2 separate regions of the Mus musculus genome follow, and region 2 is linked to region 1. Evidence: chromatin contacts called from public promoter capture Hi-C data. All regions are on one chromosome and are shown on one strand. Each heading gives the region's core, a stretch centred on a gene start, on an enhancer-like site or on the middle of the called end of the contact. The rest is flanking DNA. Distances are from core to core; before and after follow the strand shown.

What was found. Capture Hi-C pulls out chosen DNA fragments and counts their contacts.
Region 2: a contact with region 1 is called in a promoter capture Hi-C map of liver. The contact joins two enhancer-like sites. A contact is called at or near these places in 12 of 484 Hi-C or Micro-C datasets (the CH12 cell line, adipose-derived mesenchymal stem cells, differentiating embryonic stem cells and 3 more), 4 of 115 datasets of contacts at active chromatin or transcription factors (all in embryonic stem cells) and 3 of 9 other capture datasets (adipose tissue, liver and pancreatic islet).

The regions. Positions count from the first base shown.
Region 1 is chr3:157,902,854-157,909,284 of GRCm38.p6, reverse strand. Cth (cystathionase (cystathionine gamma-lyase)) reads left to right here. Exons shown (of 12, transcript NM_145953.2): 7 at 309-386; 8 at 1,813-1,965; 9 at 2,981-3,102; 10 at 4,088-4,140. Among named protein-coding and RNA genes, the nearest start is that of Cth, 19 kb to the left of the region's middle. Within about 2 kb of position 3,439, at least 1 of the 459 cell types and tissues checked has an H3K27ac peak or open chromatin away from gene starts, as enhancers often do. A contact at or near this core is called in liver, where this site is marked.
Region 2 is chr3:157,989,572-157,995,582 of GRCm38.p6, reverse strand. Ankrd13c (ankyrin repeat domain 13c) reads right to left here. Exons shown (of 13, transcript NM_001013806.2): 8 at 3,771-3,902; 9 at 825-986. Among named protein-coding and RNA genes, the nearest start is that of Srsf11, 44 kb to the left of the region's middle. Within about 2 kb of position 1,927, at least 16 of the 459 cell types and tissues checked have an H3K27ac peak or open chromatin away from gene starts, as enhancers often do. A contact at or near this core is called in liver, where this site is marked.

The DNA of each region.
Region 1 (6,431 bases), core at 2,190-4,689:
CTATAAAATCATTAATTCATCTAAATAGCATTAGTTCATGAATGTTTATCTTCATGTTGATCTGCAGAAAATTTTCCCAAAAGTGTAGGCGGATGCCCAGGAATCATTAAACTATTTAATAGTGTCAGGAAAGAAATATTAGCTATAAGAAGCAATCCTGGTGTAAGCCGTGCAAAGATGATGGGCCACTTCCAGGAGGGCCATCTAGTACCTTAGCCTACCCTAGATTGTTCCTGACAGTTTGGAAATTGTGAAATGAGAAATGAATATGAGTTGTTGTTGATGGTGGTGTTTGTGTTTTGTTCTAGGCCACAGCGATGTTGTCATGGGTTTAGTGTCTGTTAATTCTGATGACCTCAATAGTCGGCTTCGTTTCCTGCAGAATTGTAAGTGGTCAAAAGTCTGGGTTTCTTTGTATTATGTAATGTGTGTGCACACTACACTTGATATTTGCCCTTCCACAAAATACTGTAATACATTTAGGTATAGAGAAAGAGAAAAAGTTATAAAAACATAGTTACACCTAATACTTGATAGGCAGAAAGATCTCTGTGAATCTGAGGCTAGCCTGGTCTACAAAGTGAGTTCCAACACACTATGTCTCTTATAAACAAATCAACCAACAAACAAATAGATAAATAAACAGAGTTATGCCTGGAGCATAGTGAAGTTCAAGCTAGTCGGGACTACAGAGTGAGAGCCCCTGTCTCAAGTAAATAAACAAAGAAATAAATAGAATCAGATCACAGCAGTGAATTTTTAACACTCAGAGTCCTTTTTTTTTTTTTTTTCCCCTCTTTTTTCGAGACAGGGTTTCTCTGTGTGTAGCACTGGCTGTCCTCCACCTGCCTCTGCCCTCCGAGTGCTGGGATTAAAGGCATGCACCACCACTCCCAGCCAGAGTACTATTTTAAACATTGAAATGTTAGTTCATGTACATAAGTACCTGGAGTGGTGGTTAGGTTTGAGTAGCACTCAAGACCTAAGCATACACCTTACATCCTAACATCGTTGTGTACATTATATACTTTTCTTGGTAGTTTGTTCAGTTTACCTTGAGTATAGGTGATCACCATACTCTGGCTGATAAGAGACAGACATAGTTTCAAATTAAAATACTCTTCTAGAAATCACTCAAAGTAAGCAAAGGGGTTTTGGAGGGTAATTGACTGACTGCTTGATAAATAAGTAGGAATTAGATAATTCAGCAGCTAAGAGCTGGAGCTGCTCTTTGCAGAGAACCTCAGTTCAGTTCCCAGTACCACATCAGGCTCACAAGCACCAGTAACTCCAGCTTCGGGGATCTGACTCTCTCCTGCCTGGCCTCTGTAGGCACTGCACCCACACTCACAAATAAAAATAAAATCTTTAAGAGCAGAAATAAGCTATACTATTAGTAGATTGTATAGCAATAATCATGACCACGCTTCAGATTTTTCCCTGTCATGCGTTTCAAAGATATGAGAACCCACACTAGCTGATGTGTCACATCATTAAATCATAAAGAGCATTGGCATATCTCAAAGATGTGAGGCCCACACTATGCAGAGGGTCTCATTACAGAATCATAAAGGATCATCTGCTGAAAGCCTAACCTTGGTTTCCATTTCTCCGCGTTAACACATATTTCTCTCAGTGCATTGTTGGCTCCATTCTGTGCTTCCACTTCAACATAGCAACTCCTTCCTAAAACACAAACGTTGAGTTTCATAGCTAGATTTTCCTGAGCCACTCTATTGAAAAAGAGGAACCAGAGAATTCTTTAAGTCCCATGGTACCTCCAAGCTAATCCAAGCTTTGTTTGCTTTCTAGCACTAGGAGCAGTTCCTTCTCCTTTTGATTGTTACCTCTGCTGCCGAGGCCTGAAGACACTGCAGGTCCGGATGGAGAAACATTTCAAGAATGGGATGGCGGTGGCTCGTTTCCTGGAGACCAATCCCCGGGTAGAAAAGGTTGTTTATCCTGGTATGTCAACCTGAGTTCTAGGCAGTTCTGTTTAGGTTAAGACTTTATATGGGTCATTCATTCTTTGTGAGTTTCTTTTCTCGTGTAATTTTACATTGTTCATTGGTTACTGTCACTTTCTGTCAGGCTCTGGAATGAGCATGGTGGGGCATGGATAGACAAGATGTTGGTCTGAAGGCAATGAATGTCAGGTGTTAAGACCGCCTTCACATGTGAGATGCTTTTGCATCTGAGGCTTGTGTAGACCCCATCACAGGATAATTCTGTTAATTGCCTGATGGCCCTGCCAGTCACTTGTTCAACACTAGCTCTTACTATAGTCTGATTTAAGTTTGTCTCACTGAGACAATATACCAGAATTCTCCCCAGACTCTTTTCAGTTCACCAGCCTTTTCGGGTAGATTCGTAGGCTCATTGTTTCCCTCTGAGTTTATGTTAGCAGGTAAGCTGCCATGGGCTTATGCAGCCTTGTTCTTAGATCCTGTGGCCACAGGATGGATCATGAGTACAGTAGTTAAGATTTTTGTCTTCAAGGAAATTGGGCAAACCATACTAGATATGTATATGAGCTCGAATCTCTCACTGCTATTTGGTAAAATGCATTTATTTTATTAATATTGCATGCATATTCCTACAGAAAATACAAGCCCAACAGTTGTTGGATACCTCTGGAAATACTTGACCATGAACATTTAACAAGTGCTATCCACTGCCTGAAGATAGCCTTGTTCCTAAAATACATTAAGGAATTGCAGAAGGGTGCAATTAACCAGGGAGTTCGGACCTGCAGAGATCCTGAATAGAGAGAGCACAGGCTGATGGAGTCAAGAGAAGAGACATGGTCGGGGCATGGGAGGAGTAGAAGAGATGTCTTAAATGCTTGACAGGAGAGAAAGACTTGCACAACCCCATTGTTAGGGATACTTTCGGCAGACTTAGGGGTCAGTGGCCTTGCTCCCTTGAAGTTGTATATGTAGCTCTAGAATGAAACTTCTCTCGTGTTCTGTGGTTGCAGGGCTACCCTCTCACCCTCAGCATGAGCTGGCCAAACGCCAGTGCTCGGGCTGCCCAGGGATGGTCAGTTTCTACATCAAGGGTGCTCTGCAGCATGCTAAGGCCTTCCTCAAAAATCTAAAGGTGAGCTCAGGATTGGATTTTCCCCCAACGCTTCCTTTCTGGAGTAAATTTTATGGTGCTGTAACACAGTCTTAGTCCTTATTGCTTGCCATAATTCCCAACACTGGATAGATTAGCCCGTTTTTCATTTCTATCACAAAATGCCAGAGACAGGCTATTTTATAAATAAAAGTTTACTTCACTGACTGTTGAAGACCAAAAGCATAAGTTCAGTGTTAGGTGGCCCCTTCCTTAAGTCCTGGTGGCAAATGGCATCATGTGTGAGAGCAGTCACCAGTCAAGGAGCCCATTGGCACCTAAGGTCCCTGCTTCTTAAAGGTATACCACACTGAGGACCTCAACTTTGACCCATGAGCTTTGGTAGAACCAGCCCCGCCCAGACCGGGCAGATCACTCAGGGTATAGTTCTGGTGGCTGAAGGGACCAAATCTCCTGTCAGTATCCATGTGGCCAACATCTGTCTTAAGCATATTTGATACATACAGATTTTTTAGGTATTGTCTAAACAATAAATAAAAAAATAAATAAAAAATAGGGTGATGCAGGAGACTGGCTTTGGTCAGTTTATTGTTGATTCATTGATTTTGTAGTGCTGAGATGAAACTCAGGATCTTGGACATGTCAGGCAAGCACACTTTCACTGAGCTATGGCCCTTACCTTGTAAAGTTCATGGAGATAAGGTCTCACTGTGATGTTTAGGCTGGCCTTGAACTCACAGAGATCCTCCTCCTCTGTCTCCTGAGTGCTAGAATGATAGCCCAGGCTTCAAAGGCAAGCAGCTTTTCATGTTTTAAAGATTTGAAGACAGTACATCTAATTGTCAAAAGCATTGTCTTAAACTGTAATATGACTTTTTTCTTATTATCTTGCCTGATTCTTGATTTATTCATAGTTATTATCACTCTTCATGCTTTCATCAGAAGCATTCATTTTCAGATTTTAGCACCATTATCAGCTGTTCTAAATTTCTGTTTTCTTTGCTAGCTGTTTACTCTGGCAGAGAGCCTGGGAGGATATGAGAGTCTGGCTGAGCTTCCGTAAGTATTCTCCTGTTTCTCTGTTATTTTTGCATATCACTTATCTAGTCTTTACTTTTAATTGTTGATTGTTTTACCTTGATTTCTTTATGTCTCCTGCTAAGCTGCTGCATTGGGCTGAGTGTCTCTCTCACTCACTGACATAAAACCACAGCTCTCATCTTCAAGGGAGTAAGACCACAGACCCAGGAACCCAGATTAAGTTAACACAAATTCCATGTTCCAATGTGGAAGCAGTTTCACAGGGTGTCTTAGTCAGGGTTTTACTGCTGTGGACAGACACCATGACCGAGACAAGTCTTATAAAAAACATTTAATTGGGGCTGGCTTACAGATTCAGAGGTTCAGTCCATTATCATCAAGGTGGGAGCATGGCAGCATCTAGGCAGGCATGGTGCAGGAAGAGCTGAGAGTTCTACGTCTTCATCCAAAGGCTGCTAGTGGAAGACTGACTTTCAGGCACCTAGGGTGAGAGTATTAAGTCCAAATCCACAGTGAAACACCTACTCCAACCAGGTCACACCTCCAAATGGTGCCACTCCCTGGTCCAAAAATATACAACTCATCACACAGGGTTTTTTATAGTTTCACAGAACAAAAAAAAGTTATAAATCAAGACAAGTTTAAGATACATTGTTTGGAACAATGAGATAGTGAGAGCCATTTTATAGTCCCAAAACGCTGTTGATGAGACTCTTAATCTTGGATTGTTGGAAGCTAGTATTCTGCTAACTTAATAGCTTCTAAGAGGTCTTATTTATTACCATCACAAGATGTTCAGATACAGAGTGGGGCAAGGAATTGCTATTTCAGAAGGCTAACACTAGCCCAAGATAAAGTAAATAGTCTCTGATCCTACAAAATTCCAATTCTTCCACAGTACTGAATTCCAATCAGTCCATCAGTCTCTATAGACACAGACTCCTTCTAGATTTTTATTCACAGCTAGACTTTGTTCATTCACACACCTCAGCAGAGGGTGGGGACCACAGGCATGTGCCATCTCCTAAGTCATATAAGCCTGTGGGGACAAGGTAAAGGAGGGAGCAATGCCCTTCTCAAATGCTTCCTCTTGCCCAGTCCTGCCAGAGAGAGAAATAACTATGTCCTATGCTGCCATTCTCCCCATTGGGCCTTGGAAGGGAGATTGTAGACTTTATCCCAGAAAAGCTGTCAAGGTTCCCTGGAGACTAGAAAATATGTCCTGTGCCCAATGTGATAAGAGGAGGGTCTACCTATACTGTAAACCCACTTATCTTCTTAATATGTTGTCCTTGATGATGATGTGCTCTCTGAGTAGATATACCCAAACTTACCTGACATTCCACCGCCTCCCTAACCCAGGTATTAGCCAGAGGATTTTAGAGAAGAGGCACCCAGAAGCTTGTATTACAGACAGGGAGACAGACCCAGCGAGCTAGGCTGGTAAGTTCAGGAATACACAGCAAATTCATTCCTGAGGCTTTGTGTCAGATATAGTATGGGTTGGGACTGGGGCAATGGGTCAGGAGGTCAAGTGCTTGCAACAGAAGCACGAGGACTTGAACTTGGCCTCCTGGTAGTCATGTAAAAAGCTGGACATGAGCCGGGCATGGTGGCGAATGCCTTTATTTAATCCCAGCACTTGGGAGGCAGAGGCAGGTGGATTTCTGAGTTCGAGGCCAGCCTGGTCTACAAAGTGAGTTCCAGGACAGCCAGGGCTATACAGAGAAACCCTGTCTCGAAAAAACCAAAAAAAAAAAAACAAAAACAAAAAACAAACAAACAAACAAACAAAAAGCTGGACATGTTGGGGCATGCCTGTAATCCCAGTGCTGGGGGGAAGGAGAGAGGAAGATGCTAAAGACTTGCTGGTTAGCCAGTGAAGTGGCATCAGTGAGCTCCACAATGTCAAAAATTGACTTTGACACCCAGGTAAACTGAGGTAGGATGTAGCATCAGACAGATCAAAAGCTGTTAGCTCCTGGCTCTCTTTGGCTCTTCTGGGGCCAGAGTTGATATCTCCTGGCAGTTAACTCCTGCTGATAACAGCAGGGGATTAGGAAAAGAAACTTAATTACTTGGGCTGGCACTTCTCTATTAGAGAATCTTTTTAACTCTTTAGGGGCCTACGAGAGAGAAAGGGAAAGAAAAAGAATCATACACACACACACACACACACACACAAAATCTGGTTGAAGCAAAAAAAAAAAAAAAGGCTCCACTTCTATTTCCTTCAGGCTTTTTACCTTCTTATGCAAAAGTTCTCTACATAAAAAAATTACGTCAGGGCTATAAAAGCAATTGTCAGG
Region 2 (6,011 bases), core at 678-3,177, 88 kb before region 1:
AGACTGCTGTTTCAAAGAGTAGCAGTGACTACATTTTGTGAGATGTGCTTCTTCTTTGTTGTTTTATTCAGACACTAGTTTGAAAAGAAAAGTGGTCATGACCCACTGGACTAATCCTATTCTCTCTCAAGGATCCCTATTCTGAGACTTGGAAAATGTCCTGTAGAGAGAGTTAAGTTAATATCTGGGAGTCTTGATAGAGGATATGCCTGAAACACAACAAATTTAAGAAACCAGGAGAGATGGTTCAGTGGTCAGAAGCATCTGCTGCTCTTTCAGAGGAGCCACTTTTGGATCCCAGCACTCATATCAGACAGATTACAACCATCTATAACTCCAGTCCCAGAAGATCTGACATACTTCTGGCCTCTGTGGGCACCTGAGCTCACATGATGTGCACACATATATATACAAAATACATTTTAAACAGGAATAAAGCAGTATCTGGTTCATATTAGAAATAAGACCGTAGAACAATCCTCATTTTTCATATATCTTCTCACTTTCTACTTTCTTTTTCCCACTTCTTCTGAGCCCCATACTCATTGCACACAGTGTTTCAATAAGCAGAGACTCAATACATAGTTCCCAGGCTGTACACAGTAGATATGGCCCAGGAGTGGGTGAACCTTCAGCTGGGTCTTGAAGGCAGCAGGCAACAAGACATGGAATAAAATTAACACCACAATCCATGCTTACAAAATGACTTCAAAGACAAAGCACAGACTCAAAACTATACCAAAGATCCCCCCCCCCCATCCTCTATTATTCAGAAACAAAGAGAATGGAGTTGTACAGGTAGACAGAGGTAATGAAGAGTGTACCTCAAAGCTCTGCTCCGCCAGGCTCCCCCCTTTGCTCAGGCTCTCCATGATGGCCTTGTTCCGCAGGATGTCCTCCTCACTCAGGTGCTCCCTCCTTTTCCTTGATTCTAGAACAAGTCCATTCACCAGATAAAAGTCTGCCAAAAAGTTTCCTACTCTTTCCTAAAACAAATCAAATATTCCAAAATGACAGTTTAAAGGAAGGTTGATCTCAGATTTTAAAAAAGCGTTGAGATCATAAATTTCTCTGTAAGTATGTACCATGTAGGTGAAAATAAATATCCTGATATTTAAAGTCACCAAATTATTTTTGTAAGTTAAAAATACAATCATTCATTTCCAAACTACAAAGGGAAATTTAAAGTAATGCTAGTTAACCTGCACATTAGGTAGTCTAAACAGAAGTACACTGGTGTTCTTTCACTACCAAGCAGCACAAAGCAATCTTAGAAGTTCACTAAACACGCAATTTCAAATAACAAGGAGGGGTCAGAGGTAACACTGTTGTTCCCATTTTATAGATAGAAAAGCAGGATTAAAATCCACAGTCCATGCCACACTGGACCCTCTCTGATCTCTGACTGGATAAAAGTTACTGCTTTGAAAAGAAGCAAATACAAGTAGCCTTGCTCAATAATACATGTAAAGTGTTTACATCATAGATGCAGGCACAGATAAAAAGGCATCCAAAAGAGAGCAAACAGTTCTTTGCAGGGATGCTTCATTAATCATCCGACCCCGACCCACACTTCCAACCCTCACACACTCCCATGTAAAAAGTTACCTACTTATTACGACGAACTTTACCTGACCCAGCTTCCCATCTTTACCTACATCCAGGCTGCCTACTCCACCCTGACATGTCCAAAACTGTGTATATAGGACATCTCTTAAAAGTCACCAGGAAGCCAAGCATTTTAAACAAGTTTCTATCTACAAAATGGGAACCATGGTATACTGACTCCCTCCTTACCTGTCAACGACTTAAGGAGGTCACCTAGCCGCTCCTCAAGAGCTTTTGGCTGCTTAGTGGTAACACTAGGTGGACAGCAGTTTTCAATATTTATCTTCTCTTGGGGAGATCCATCTAATGCTGCCCAGAAGAACAGAGTACAGACAAGTAAGACTTCAAAGCAACAAATGCACTGTAATGTTGGACCCACAGCCTGGAGTCCAAAGTGCCACTTGTTGCCAAATAGGCTTTGAGGGCTCAAAGGTCAAAGTTAAGTTTGGCTAGGAGGTGGTTAACAGGTCTTGTGACCATAAAAAGGAGCAGCAGTTAAACAAAAGCTATGCTATGAACAAAAGTATCAGGTATGTGCTGCTCATGATCCAGCCACTGCAGTTCCTACTGCCTACACTGTGCACTGCAAAGGCATGGGGAAGGGGGATAAATTCAGTTACAAAGGAGGAAACAGCAGCAATGTAAGCTATTCATTCCTGTATCTATAACACTATGGCTGCAGGTAAGTACTGTAGGCACCTTCACTGTGTCACATGCAAGCTGCTAACGGGCATAAGCAGCATTTATGTGTGAAGTAGAGGTTCCTGCCACACTCATGGACAGCCAATTCCAAAGCCTTTGACAGCACTGTATTAAAGAGTATCAGTACAAAGCACAGCACATTACTTACAGAGAAGTATTTATGTGTGAAAAACACTAAAAAAGTCTACAGGGGTTCCAGTATCATAGACAGTAACCACTAGAGTTTCCTGACTTCATATGTAAAGCTGTATGATATTTAATCTTGTGATGGTCAACATGTGCTGTGATGGCATCTTTAATACAATTAACACCAAATTAACAGACTCTGAAAAAGTAGATTTCCCTCTATAAACTATGTGGGTCTTATCCAACCCTGAGTCTTAATAGCAAAGACTAAGAATTCTAGAAGAAAATGTAATTCTGCTTTAAAACTGAACTTTAAAATTTTGTAACACAAAAACCCTGACAGCCTAACAGCAGATTTTTAACTCCAAATAATCCCAACTCTCCTGTTAATGTCCAGCCTACTATACACAGTTCAGACATGTAAAGTCCCATAAAACACAAGCCAATCCCCTTTAAGCAAAAAAGGTCTCCCTCCACAACCCTGTCAGTTTTCTTCCCTTTTCTCGAATAGCTCACCTCACTCATCCTCTACACCCTTCATTTCTCTCTTCTATGAGTTTTACGTGAATACAAGGCTTATTTTTGTTTTTCTAATATGAAAACATTCACTTATTATGTTCAATAAGATGTAACTTTAAAAAAATTAAATCTCACCCTTTACCTGATTTGGCTCTTATTGTTAAATTTGTATTATTTAATTTTATGAATTTATAAGTATTATTTATTAAAATGTTTCATTATTCATTTAATTCAAAATTATACCATGAATTTAATATACAATGGTGTTTTAATAAATACACGCAATTCAGACCAATTTCAAACCTGAACACTCCTTCATCAATATTGCATACAGTGCATGCCAGGCAAAAGAGCCTTAGCATATATTAGGTGATCTTACATTCTCCTGCTAACAGATGTGATGGGAATTATAGAAACTTCCACTGACACTTAAATTTGGCATCTTATAGAAATATAAGCGTCATATGAGCAGACAAGATAAAAGAGCCTAAAGTAAGAGGAAAGACACAGCAAAACAAAGTATATACATCTCTTCACAAGCCTCTTAAACAAAAAGCACTAGAAAAAGAATGGAGCCATGTGCGAACTTTCTTATAAGGGAAGGCAGACAAGAAGAGTTCAAGTAAACCACACTTTCTCTGAGCTTTCCCAAGAATACAAGTGAGCCCCATAAATATGCACTGTTAACTACCTATGTGAATTCAAAAAAACGAGAAACAATCTGCCTATCTAAGGACAATTTCTATATTTCATCATTATTTTGGTGATACTAGATAACAATTTTTAAGTTCAAAAATATCTAAATTTTTACATACTGTTTTATCTTCCCGAAAAAGCCATCCAGTTTGGGCACGTGTGAAAGAAATGGATTTGGTTGATAAAGTTGCAGAATAAATATCACTGCTCATTAAAATATCAACTTCTTCTTCTGTTTCCATCTCTGACTCCTAGATTGGGGGCAAAAGTTAAAATAAGAATCTGGGTTTTCTTCAAAGATATTACAAATTTCAAAAGACAAGTAACATGATATTATTTATTCTAAAACCAGAAGTTTAATTTTTGTGTCTAATATCTTTAATTACTCAGAATTATGACTAATAATGAATCTTTAAAAGGCAGGCATAAAAAGTACAGCACTTTCACACTTCTATATAAATATAATAAACCCACTGTTAGTACAGAACTATTTGGTCTATTTATAAAAGTTTTGTTTACTTTAAATGGAGATAAATTAGCCTCCAGTTATTGCTATTGTACACACACACACACACACACACACACACACACACACACACACACACACACATATATATACATATATATATCCATCATTGTTGTCTGAATCTTTCCTTTTCAGTAACTTCTAAGAGTAAGGGAGTAAGGGAGCTGACCATAACAGCCCTTATGTTTGGGTCGCAGATATTCAGAATTGAGATATCATCTTAGTAGATTTTTCCTTTAATGAGTATGAAGTATACTTCCCTGTCTCTTTTGATTAATTTTGGTTGAAAGTCTATTTTATTAGATACTAAGATGGCTACTCTACTTGCTTCTTGGGTCCATTTGCTTGAAAAAAATTTTTCCAGTGCTTTACTCTGATATAATAGCTATCTTTATTGCTGAGGTATGTTTCTTATATGCAGCAGAATGATGGATTCTGTTTTCATATCCATTTCGTTAGCCTGTGTGTGTGTGTGTGTGTGTGTTTTAAACTGGAGAATTGAGTCCATTGATGTTGAGAGATATTAATGAACAGTGATTGTTATTTTCTCTTATTTTGATGGGTGGGGGGTGTACATGTCCATGTGTCCTGTGCTGAAGGTGCAAGGACTTTTAAGAGCTTGAGCAGTGATGATGAGGAGTAATATATAGATGGGTCTATGTTCACAGTGCCAAAGATGCAAAGAAATCAGATTTTAAATGCAAGGAAATTAGATTTTGAGCAGCAGTCCTTGAACAGGAATACAGTAGGCTCTTGTACTTGCAGATCAGCGTGCTGTTTATGCTGTCTGAAGTACATTTAATGTCGTATGAGGATGTGTGCATACCATGTGCAAACATCATGCTATTGTGTGCTTGAGACTGGAGCATGTCAGGTTTTAGTACCTCTGGATAGTCCCAGAATCAAACTCTTGAGATACTAAGTGAGGATACCAGTTGTTTATTGTAAAATGCAAACATGACAATAATTGCTTACTAACTGCTTGTTGAAGGAATGTAATTAACAGCAGATCATTTATAGTGAGGGGTCAAGAGATGTTCCTTGATTTATAGATGGATTTCTGTTCCTAAAGCTTGTCTGAACTCAAAAGGAAGAACACTTACAGTGTTCAGTACCCAAGCTGACCTATACAAAATTTGGAGCATTTGATTTATCTTCTCAACCTATTGCATCCAAAGTATTTCTTTAGAAAACTTTGTTCAGTATTTGTGTTACCCAGGAATCTATTTTCACCCATTATTCATTAGCACTAATGTCGGGATTTTGTACCCTTTGTTTGTAATGGTAGTGAGGATGGTATTGGTATAATTTCAAGTTATGCTGTAGACTCAGTTGTAGCCACGAGCTTTTCTACTCAGCCTCTTTGTTCCCAGAATAACAAGACTTAATTATTTATGAATAAATACTTAGGTCGTAAGCTTCTCACATAATTCCCTTGCCTCCAATTGCTCTCTAACTCATTTTGAACACTAGGAGAAACCTATCATCTGTAATCTATAAAACAGAAATACTAATTTGCATATATTCTTCTTATTTGCAGCATTAAAAGCTATAGAGCACTTAGATTTTAACCCTAACATAGACTCCACTGACTGTTACTACACACTGCTGCCCACAGCACCTGGAAGCTCCTAGCAGCTATGGCATGTGTAATGGGGAAAGGGCAGGAGGGAAGACAACTCTGGGTGGCTGATAGCAAAAGGAAAAAAGAATAAAATAGATTCACCAATATTTGGTCAAATCGATACCTTATTTAAAAATCTGTGACCCTCTGTTGCTGACTGCAGCAGACTGTGAGGTAACTTTTCTGGCTTTTAGGGCGTTGACACTTTTT